Regions from separate parts of the Mus musculus genome. Here all the other regions are linked to region 3. The links are chromatin contacts, called in public Hi-C and HiChIP or PLAC-seq maps. All regions are on one chromosome and are shown on one strand. The core of a region is the stretch at or near the end of the contact, and the rest is flanking DNA. Distances in the headings are between cores, read along the strand shown.

What was found. Hi-C and Micro-C count contacts between places; a contact is called where the count stands out from the background. HiChIP or PLAC-seq counts read pairs in DNA pulled down with a chosen protein or histone mark.
Region 1: a contact with region 3 is called in a Hi-C map of muscle stem cells, with 1.9 times the contacts expected there. The contact joins the enhancer-like site here to the promoter of 5830416I19Rik in region 3. A contact is called at or near these places in 1 of 484 Hi-C or Micro-C datasets (muscle stem cells), 3 of 115 datasets of contacts at active chromatin or transcription factors (bone marrow-derived macrophages, embryonic stem cells and pancreatic cancer cells) and 2 of 9 other capture datasets (adipose tissue and liver).
Region 2: an H3K4me3 HiChIP or PLAC-seq map of bone marrow-derived macrophages shows a contact between it and region 3, with 4 times the contacts expected there. The contact joins the enhancer-like site here to the promoter of 5830416I19Rik in region 3. A contact is called at or near these places in 8 of 39 promoter capture datasets (the C10 cell line, HPC-7-derived erythroid cells, cranial neural crest and 4 more), 3 of 484 Hi-C or Micro-C datasets (the N1E-115 cell line, nephron progenitors and uterus), 5 of 115 datasets of contacts at active chromatin or transcription factors (bone marrow-derived macrophages, embryonic stem cells, memory CD8 T cells and 1 more) and 1 of 9 other capture datasets (adipose tissue).

The regions. Positions count from the first base shown.
Region 1 is chr5:64,111,310-64,114,009 of GRCm38.p6, forward strand. It overlaps Pgm2 (phosphoglucomutase 2), which reads left to right. Exons shown (of 14, transcript NM_025700.3): 12 at 699-888. Among named protein-coding and RNA genes, the nearest start is that of Pgm2, 20 kb to the left of the region's middle. Within about 2 kb of position 1,287, at least 75 of the 459 cell types and tissues checked have an H3K27ac peak or open chromatin away from gene starts, as enhancers often do. A contact at or near this core is called in adipose tissue, muscle stem cells and pancreatic cancer cells, where this site is marked.
Region 2 is chr5:63,935,593-63,938,292 of GRCm38.p6, forward strand. It overlaps Rell1 (RELT-like 1), which reads right to left. Exons shown (of 7, transcript NM_145923.4): 2 at 2,214-2,441; 3 at 431-502. Among named protein-coding and RNA genes, the nearest start is that of Rell1, 32 kb to the right of the region's middle. Within about 2 kb of position 1,314, at least 76 of the 459 cell types and tissues checked have an H3K27ac peak or open chromatin away from gene starts, as enhancers often do. A contact at or near this core is called in the N1E-115 cell line, bone marrow-derived macrophages, embryonic stem cells and 2 more, where this site is marked.
Region 3 is chr5:64,043,566-64,046,265 of GRCm38.p6, forward strand. It overlaps 5830416I19Rik (RIKEN cDNA 5830416I19 gene), which reads left to right and starts at 1,408. Exons shown (of 3, transcript NR_045384.1): 1 at 1,408-1,433; 2 at 1,584-1,622.

The sequences.
Region 1 (2,700 bases), core at 37-2,536, 68 kb after region 3:
TTTATTTTATGTGTATGGGTGTTTCGACTGCATGTCTCCATGCACCGTGTGTATGCCTGGTGCCTGCAAAGGCCAGAAGAGGTCATCGGGTCTCCTGAAATTGCTATGATGTGTGTGAAGCTGCAGATGTTTGTGAACCACAATGAGGGAGCTGAGACTCAAACCTGGGTCCTCTGGAAAAGTAGCTCATGCTATTAATCACTGAGCCATCTCTTCAACCCCTTTACTTGTTTTTAACATTTATTTATTGTTTGTGTGTGTGTATGTGGTATGTGCATATGTGTGTGTGTGTATATCTATATCTCTCTACCTATCTCTCTCTCTCTCTCTCTCTCTCTCTATATATATATATATATATATATGTATATATATATATATATATTGTGTATATATGAGTGGGTACACACGTGCCACCAAACACATGGAAGTCAGAGGACAACTGAGGAATTGTTTCTCTCCTTTTATTATGTGTGTTCCAGGGATCCACTAAGGTTGCTATGCTTGGCAGCAATCACCCTTACCCACTGAAGCATCATGCCAGCCCCAGCTTCTTCTTTAATGTTAACTCATCTTTTTGAAGTTGGTTAGAGTTCCCTGTTTCACTCACTTTAGAGTGAGCTAGTTGGCACACATCTTGCCATACATTCTGCAGAATTTTTGTGGCTCATTTTGCTTACATTCATGGTTTCTTTTTATAGGTACGGCTATCATATTACCACAGCTTCATATTTTATCTGCCATGATCAGGGCACAATTCAAAACTTATTTGGAAACCTGAGAAACTATGACGGGAAGAATAATTATCCCAAAATGTGTGGCAAGTTTGAAATCTCTGCTATCAGGGACCTTACAACTGGCTATGATGATAGCCAGCCTGACAAGAAAGCTGTAAGTCACATTTACTTCTGTCAACTAATCTATTCTGTGTTCACCATTGCCTACCATTTGAATAGATTCCTTTATTTCCATGGTTGATTGAAAATTCAGGCTGGATGTGTATAGCTTGGGGGTAGGCTGCTTGCCTGGCACATGACAAGGCCTTGGGTTAGGCCCCTAGCATCAGATAAAGAATAAACAAATAAAATAGGATATGTGGGAAAAACTAGAAGCCATGAGTTAGAAATGCAAGTGATCTCACTAGTCATTTGATGACTAATGACATTCCAAGCCATCCTCCCACAGGCAAAGAAATGGTGACTCAGAAGGGCAGTGACTGGTCAGGGTCCAGGTGGAGGAGAAGCCTTTTGACTCTGGACCCAGCTTTTTCTCTTCACCAGAACACGTCACTCCAGAGAGTATCTGAGTCACCCACACCAAGAGGACGGGTGACTAACCAGAATTAGCCGGATATGATGACACATACCTATAAATCTTTAAATCCCTACACTTGGAGAACAAGACAGGAGCATCATAAGTCTGAGTTTGAGACCAGCTTGGGTTATTATGACATCCTGTCACAAGCAAACAGTGCTGAAAGCCACCCTGGAGTCTCTCATTGCGTAGCTCGGGGCTAAGAATGAAGAATTCGCATGTCTAATTAGATTCCAGATGACTCGAGACTGGTCCACTCTGGGGGAACCACTGATAAGTGGCTTTCTGATGTGTTTGGCCTTGTTCTCTGGTTGCATGTGGCCTAGCTGCAAATGTTTGCATCAGGATCTCCCTTAGAGCCAGAGGTAGCAGAAGTGTAGAGCCGGCCATGCCCAGGTTAGGAGGACAGCAGGAATATCCTGACGGAATTTTAGATGTCTTCCTTGATATTTACCTTTTTGTATTTTGTTTCAAATTTTTCATATGAACAGAATATATTTATAAGAGGTAAATGCTATTAGAAAGATTATAGTGAAGTGTGACATTTTATTGTCACACTGAGACAACCAACCACCTTTCCTCTCAATCGTTTCTCCTGCTGCTTGCCATGGAACTTTTTCCTGTCTCATGGAGATAAAGAATCCATGCATAGACTTCCTACATACAGAAGCCCTGTGCCTGGCGTCAGGAATCGTCCCTGAGCCTTGATTATGATGGTTAACCATTACCATGATCTGAGTTTCTCAGTAGCTTCTTCAGAGTCCTGCCCTTCTGTACATGAAAAGTTACGTTCCTATAACCAGTTAGGGTTATTTGTTTTGTATATGATTGTATCTTGGTTGTCTGGATTTTTATGCCAAATGTCACTAGTCCTCCCTAATAGTTCTCGGTGACATTTTTTTTACTGCTCCCAGGTCCCAGCTGTTATGTGGCCCCTGTCTGTGTCCATTGGTCTTCCTCCACCCCTCCATGCAGCTGGATCATCCTCTGGATTGAGCGCACAGCTGTCCTCCTCAGAATGCCGTTTGCCAAGGCTGAGACCCTCACTCCTGAACTCATGGCTTCTTCCTGTCTTCATTTTCCTACATCACATCTTCTAAGTGTTTTCTGGGACGGTGAAAGTAAAGCTGGGGAGGCCTCAGGGCTGAACATGTCTTGCCTTTCTCACATTCCCCAGCCTCAGAGTTTGAAAGCACTGTTCCATTACTGTCCGGTAACCAGACTCTATCTTCAGGATCTACTCATCTTTGTAGTGATGGATGTGTGATGCGTACAAAGACGTTAACACCGTTCTCGCCATTCTGTACAATTGACTTTGTCCCCTCGATGAAAAAATCTCTCTCTAAACGCAGTGTTCTAAATTGTCACAGTATGTTGGTTAGCATTTCT
Region 2 (2,700 bases), core at 64-2,563, 110 kb before region 3:
TGGTGTTACAGGCACGTGGGCCCTGGCCGTCACTCCCCAGTTCTTACCAGGATGCCTCAATTTCTTCCCAGTTCAAACTCATGTCCTTAAATGTGAAACACAAGAACCAGCTAAGATGTGAGTCCTTATGACTCCCAGCACATCGCTTGTGCTACCCTACACAGTTGTGTAATGTAACTCTCACTCCATAGGAGGAAGCTGAGGCTTTATAAAGTCACGTGATACACAGCCTAGAAGCTATCGACCTTCCTGGCCCTTTGCTGTGCTGAAGCCACCAAACACCACCAAGGCAACCTCTCCTGTTGTGACAGTGCTAAAAGCTGAGGAGTTACAGAGTTCAGGTAAAAGCCCTGCGAAGCCATTCAAATTCTGACTCTAAGGAGATTTTTAAATAACACTGAGATGCCCCAAAGCACGAAGATATCCTTACCTTCATTTTTCATAATGTACTGGACAATCTGGCCGACCGTGTCACTGTTCTCATTTATACTGTCATTCAACTCTAAGAGAGAAAGAGGACAGAGCGGCGTTACGATCCATCACCTGCAACAAGTCAACTAGACATTTATCTGAGAGCCTAAGGCCTCGCCGAATACCTTCCAGAAAGTTTAAGCACCCTCACACAGTGCAAAGAGTCTAGCTTTAATCCTTCAGCCCCACCTTCCCGATGCCACACGTTTTTGAATTCCTGGGCTGAACACGCATTTATAAATTAAACAGAAAAGGCGCAGGACTGTCCAGCATCCCCTTGCTTTGCATGACACTACAGGAGTGCATGTATCTCTGCCCCCACGTTCTCCTATCTTTCCTTATTACCTTCAACCCTCTGGAGAAACAAGAAGAAGGATCACGAAAAGGTTTTATCGAATCTCAGACATGCTGTATACAACTGGCCTACTGATTAATGGTTTCAACTGAACAAGTAAGTACTAAGTATTCATCCATGTTTATAAAACTCTCTTTTCCTTTGAAACAAGGTAGCTAAATTTGGGCACTGGTTATTTGTTTACAGACTCAGTTTACTTTGGGGACCCAGCACGTGACAGCCAAGTCAGGCGGAGAAAGAGGGGCAAGCCTCCATTTGGAAACCGATCTGTATAATTTATTTAGCAGGACCAGCTGAGACTGGATTGAGACATTGTACAGACTGGGACAACAGCACACCCATGTACCTGCAGGAGTGTCCTCTGCACCCCAAGGGAGGCTTCTCCCCTATGACCTATAGATGTTTGGACAGTCACAGTGGGGGCTGATGCCTGAGCCAGCCTGAGCCAGCCTGCTTCGTGGGTTAGAAGGAACAGCGGGGGAGGCCCTGCTCTGTTGACAAACACTCAAGGCCGGTTTGCTCATTCGCTGAGCGTGACTCATCCTGTTCACCCATGTTCCCCAGCCTCAAAGGTCAGTGGGGGTGGAAAAACCAACAGTCCAGCAAGCTGGCAAGCCACCACTGAGAAACCTTCCCTGCCGGTAGGCTCCATGGGTGACCTACTCCAAATGTCACCTCCCTGCAAAGATGGCACAGAGGGGCTGAGCTGGATGAAGAGTGAGCTGCCAGTCCTGGGACCCATCAGGAAACCTCCCTCAGGCAGGACTGGATAGGAATATCAGTGAGGAAGACATGCTGTGGATGGAGGTGACCCCACCACAAGCTATCAACATATGTGCAGAGGGAAAGATGAGCGCCCTGACACTCACATGGAAGCACCAGTTCTTGCTGCAGCTCTACCGAACTATGACAAACATCTATTCATTAATAATATACAGTTCAGTCACATGGACTTCAATGAGAACTCCTCCAGTGATACTTAACACAGCAAACCCGATGAGACCCGTTTCACGTCCCTACCGTTCTTATTAGAATCTTGATTCAATAAGTAACAGCAAGGATTAGGCTTATGAGTAAGTGCCAATCACCAAAACACCTTGTCTCAAAATTTCACATTAACCCTTCAAAGTGGAGAGAAGGTACCCTCATTAAATTCACTGTCAATACAATTAGAAATAAATATATACCATACAAATAACAGTCCCGGGCTACCAGGCTCTGAAGTAAACCCTCAGCAAGCATTCAATAAATGCAGGCAAGGTTTCAAACTCTGATTACTGCAGAAAATAGTTTTCCTCATAAAGAAATGGATTATATATGAAGTTTTGTTTTTTCCACTTAGAACCCACTCCTCAAGCCATTTCCTTTTAAAGCAGAGGTTACTTACCTATCTTTTCCACCTTTTCCTCTTCGACTTCCTGTTCCGCCTCTGTTGTACACCGGTAGCCTTTCTTCTTAAGTAAGTGACAGATGAGGACACCAAGGAGACCCATGACGAAGAACACAGGGACGAGCACGTACGCGATGTATTCCGGGTGTCCATTCCCAGGGTTGTTGGTGGGTGACGATGGAGTGGTCTCTGCTCGGGAGTGTAACGTGTGGCTACCAGTGTTGTCTACAGAGAGGGACACACACGGCTCTGTTAGGTGATGGCGACAAAGCTCTGGGAATATTTCCATTACATCAAAGTTTTGTGCTTCAAAGGCTACGAGCTGTACACAGGTCTGGGGATCCCGATAGAGGGGGATAAAGGGTGCGAGCATAGGCTCGAGCTGACACAGTCTAAGTCACCTCCTGAACTATGAGATCTCTTAAGAGAGGATTAGGAGGCACAGGGTTTTAGACTGCACAGAATACACATGCAAGAGTTAAGG
Region 3 (2,700 bases), core at 158-2,657:
AGCACGTGCATTAGAGCCATCCTGCCAACATGGAAGGCCTGGCTTGTTTGAAAAGAGCAAAGGTATCTCTCTGAAGCCACTGAACTTTTAAAAACAGTCTGCATTATAGCAGCTTGCCCTTTATCCTAACAAATACACTAAGGACAGTTTAGACTCTCAGTGGTACCTATTCCCTTATTTGTCAAACACAACGGATATATTGTATCATTCTATTTGTTCCCGGGATAATAGGTCTCCAAAGACATCTCCAACCTGAACAGAGGGACAATGTTTCCCATTGTGTGGAGACAGAAGTGCCAGTGGCAGCCCACCTCTGCACCATGCAGCTGCTGGTGGGATGCTCTGGCCTCCAGGCCCCTTGGAGAATGAGTGCAAAGTGGTTGCCAACTTCCTCCATCACAAATACTCATGTGTCAGAGATTTTTAAATAAAAAATTCAAGAACAGATGGCAAAAGAAAGACTCGTTATATGTGTGCAATCTAGGCTTTGTCTCCTATGCATGTTGCAGTCTCTGTGTGTGTGTGTATGTGTTTGTGTGTGTGTGAAACCAACATTAATGTCATTTCTTGGGGGATAATAAGCTCATTCTGCTAGCCCCACTTATGGCTAATAACAATCAACAATTATTGATGCTTTCTTCGTTGCCACCTCCTCCTCATGAATCAGCACATGAATATTTATGTCCATGCTAATCAGCACAGAAGACTGCTGCAGACAGGCGTCAAATTACACTTCTGGGTTAGAGACAGCCTCCTCTTTTTGAGGCATTTTGATCAAGAAAAACTTGGTGGGGGGCTGATTTCTTGAATTTATTTATTATTTACTTACTTATTTTTGTTAGAATGAAGAGAGAAAGTGGCTGAAAGGCTTGGGTTGAAAGTATGAACGACCTGCATGTGTGAAGGCTCAGTTACTGGATGGTAGTTTTAAAAGGTTCTGTGTACCTTGAAGAAGTCAGGCCTTCTTTGGAAGCTGGACGTTGAGAGGGGATTGTGGGATTCCCCATCTGTCTCAGTTTGGTCTACACCGTTTTCCAGAGTGGTCTCTGCTATCCCAGCCCCCATGATGGTTTTCATATGCCACTCCCACATCCGAACACAAAACAAAGAAATGTAATAAAAAGAATAAATAAAATGTTATCTAAAGAGATCATGTCTTGGCACATGACACTTTTATCTGGGGCGGGGGAGGGTAGGCTGGGGAAGGTTGGGGAAGTGTGGGGGGGATGGATGGACAAGCACCTTGTTAGAGAAATAGTCTGAAGGCTGAGAGTCTCCTCCCGTGGCCCTGTACTCGCTGGCGGTAATCCTAAACTGTAAACGTCTATCTGTCTATCCGTTTTAAACCACAACACTTTGCGACTTCCTTGTTTCACCCGCTCTGCTTTGGTCTGAACAAGCACTCTCAGTGCCACCCATTATTCTGCCGGGAGGTATGTGTCAGAGCCGGTGTGCGCGCCAGCTTCGCCAGCTTCGTGTTGGATGAGCTCGCTGTTCGGGGAGGGAGGTGAGTGGGGGTGCAGGGTTATTTCTAGAATGGCAGAGGCAGTATAGGATAATGTAGGAACGCTTTCTATCCTCAGGGTTGAAAGAAGATGGAGAAATGGCGACTCCGTTTCCAGGTAACTGTATCTGCATCTCTCCTAAGAATCCTGCTAACTCACACTGGTGTAGAAGTTACCATGATTGGGTCCCGTGCTGATTTGTACCTGTGTTAAAGCACTGAATCCTTTGAAGTAGATGTAGTCGTTGGCTACAACAATATGTGTGGTGGTAGCTGTATGACTCAAACCTACCTAAAGTTCTTAGCCACTGTAAGAGACTATCGGAGGCTGACTGAGGTCAAAGAGCCACTTATGTTTTGTGCCCTGGCATATGACTTATCCAGAGGCTCTTTGCTTTATTGCCTCAAAATCCTTCTCCTGGCCAAGCCCTGTAATCTCAGAGCCACAGTCAGTTCAAAGAGAGGATGTAGGTCTTCTCCTATTGTCTGACCGGCACCACTTCTTCTTAACACGGGTCAGTGCTGAGAGTGGCTACTGGTGTGTGAGCTAATGTTCTCTCTCTCTCTCTCTCTCTCTCTCCCTCTCCCCCCCTCCTATGAATCATGGCGTTCATGTCCTTAAATCAGTCATCCCTTCACATGACCAGCCCGGCAGACAATACAGTGGGTATGAGTACGGAGCTGCAGGCTGGCCACCGGCCAAGGGCTCCGGGTGGGAAGAGCAGGATTGCTGCCTGGCTCTGAGCCATGTCACATGCAGCAGGGCTTGGGTGGCTCTCCAGGGGACTCTTTCAGGCATACGAAACAAAAAGCAAGGGCCACACTCAAAGTTAAAAAGCTCTGTCACTGTTGGGTTTTCCTGTGGTTATTTTCCAAGAAAAACAAACAAACGTTATGACTGCTCTACTTTTGAAAATAAGTAGCAAGAAATTTGAATGTTAATCCACTGGCAGTAAAAATGTACTCTGTGGTTCTATGTCATAAGCAGTCACAGACACAGAAGTCTAGACACAGTTCTGTCCTTTCCAACTACGTGATGTTGGTCAGTTCTGTGAATTCTCTGGGTTTCGTTGTGCCTTGGAACCAGATGGAATACATTTATCTCGTAAGGATGCTCTTATCCTTAGTTCCTAGCTGAACCTGTTATCACGAGAGAGGTAGTGAGGATACAGTGCGAGAAAAGATATTTCTAGAAT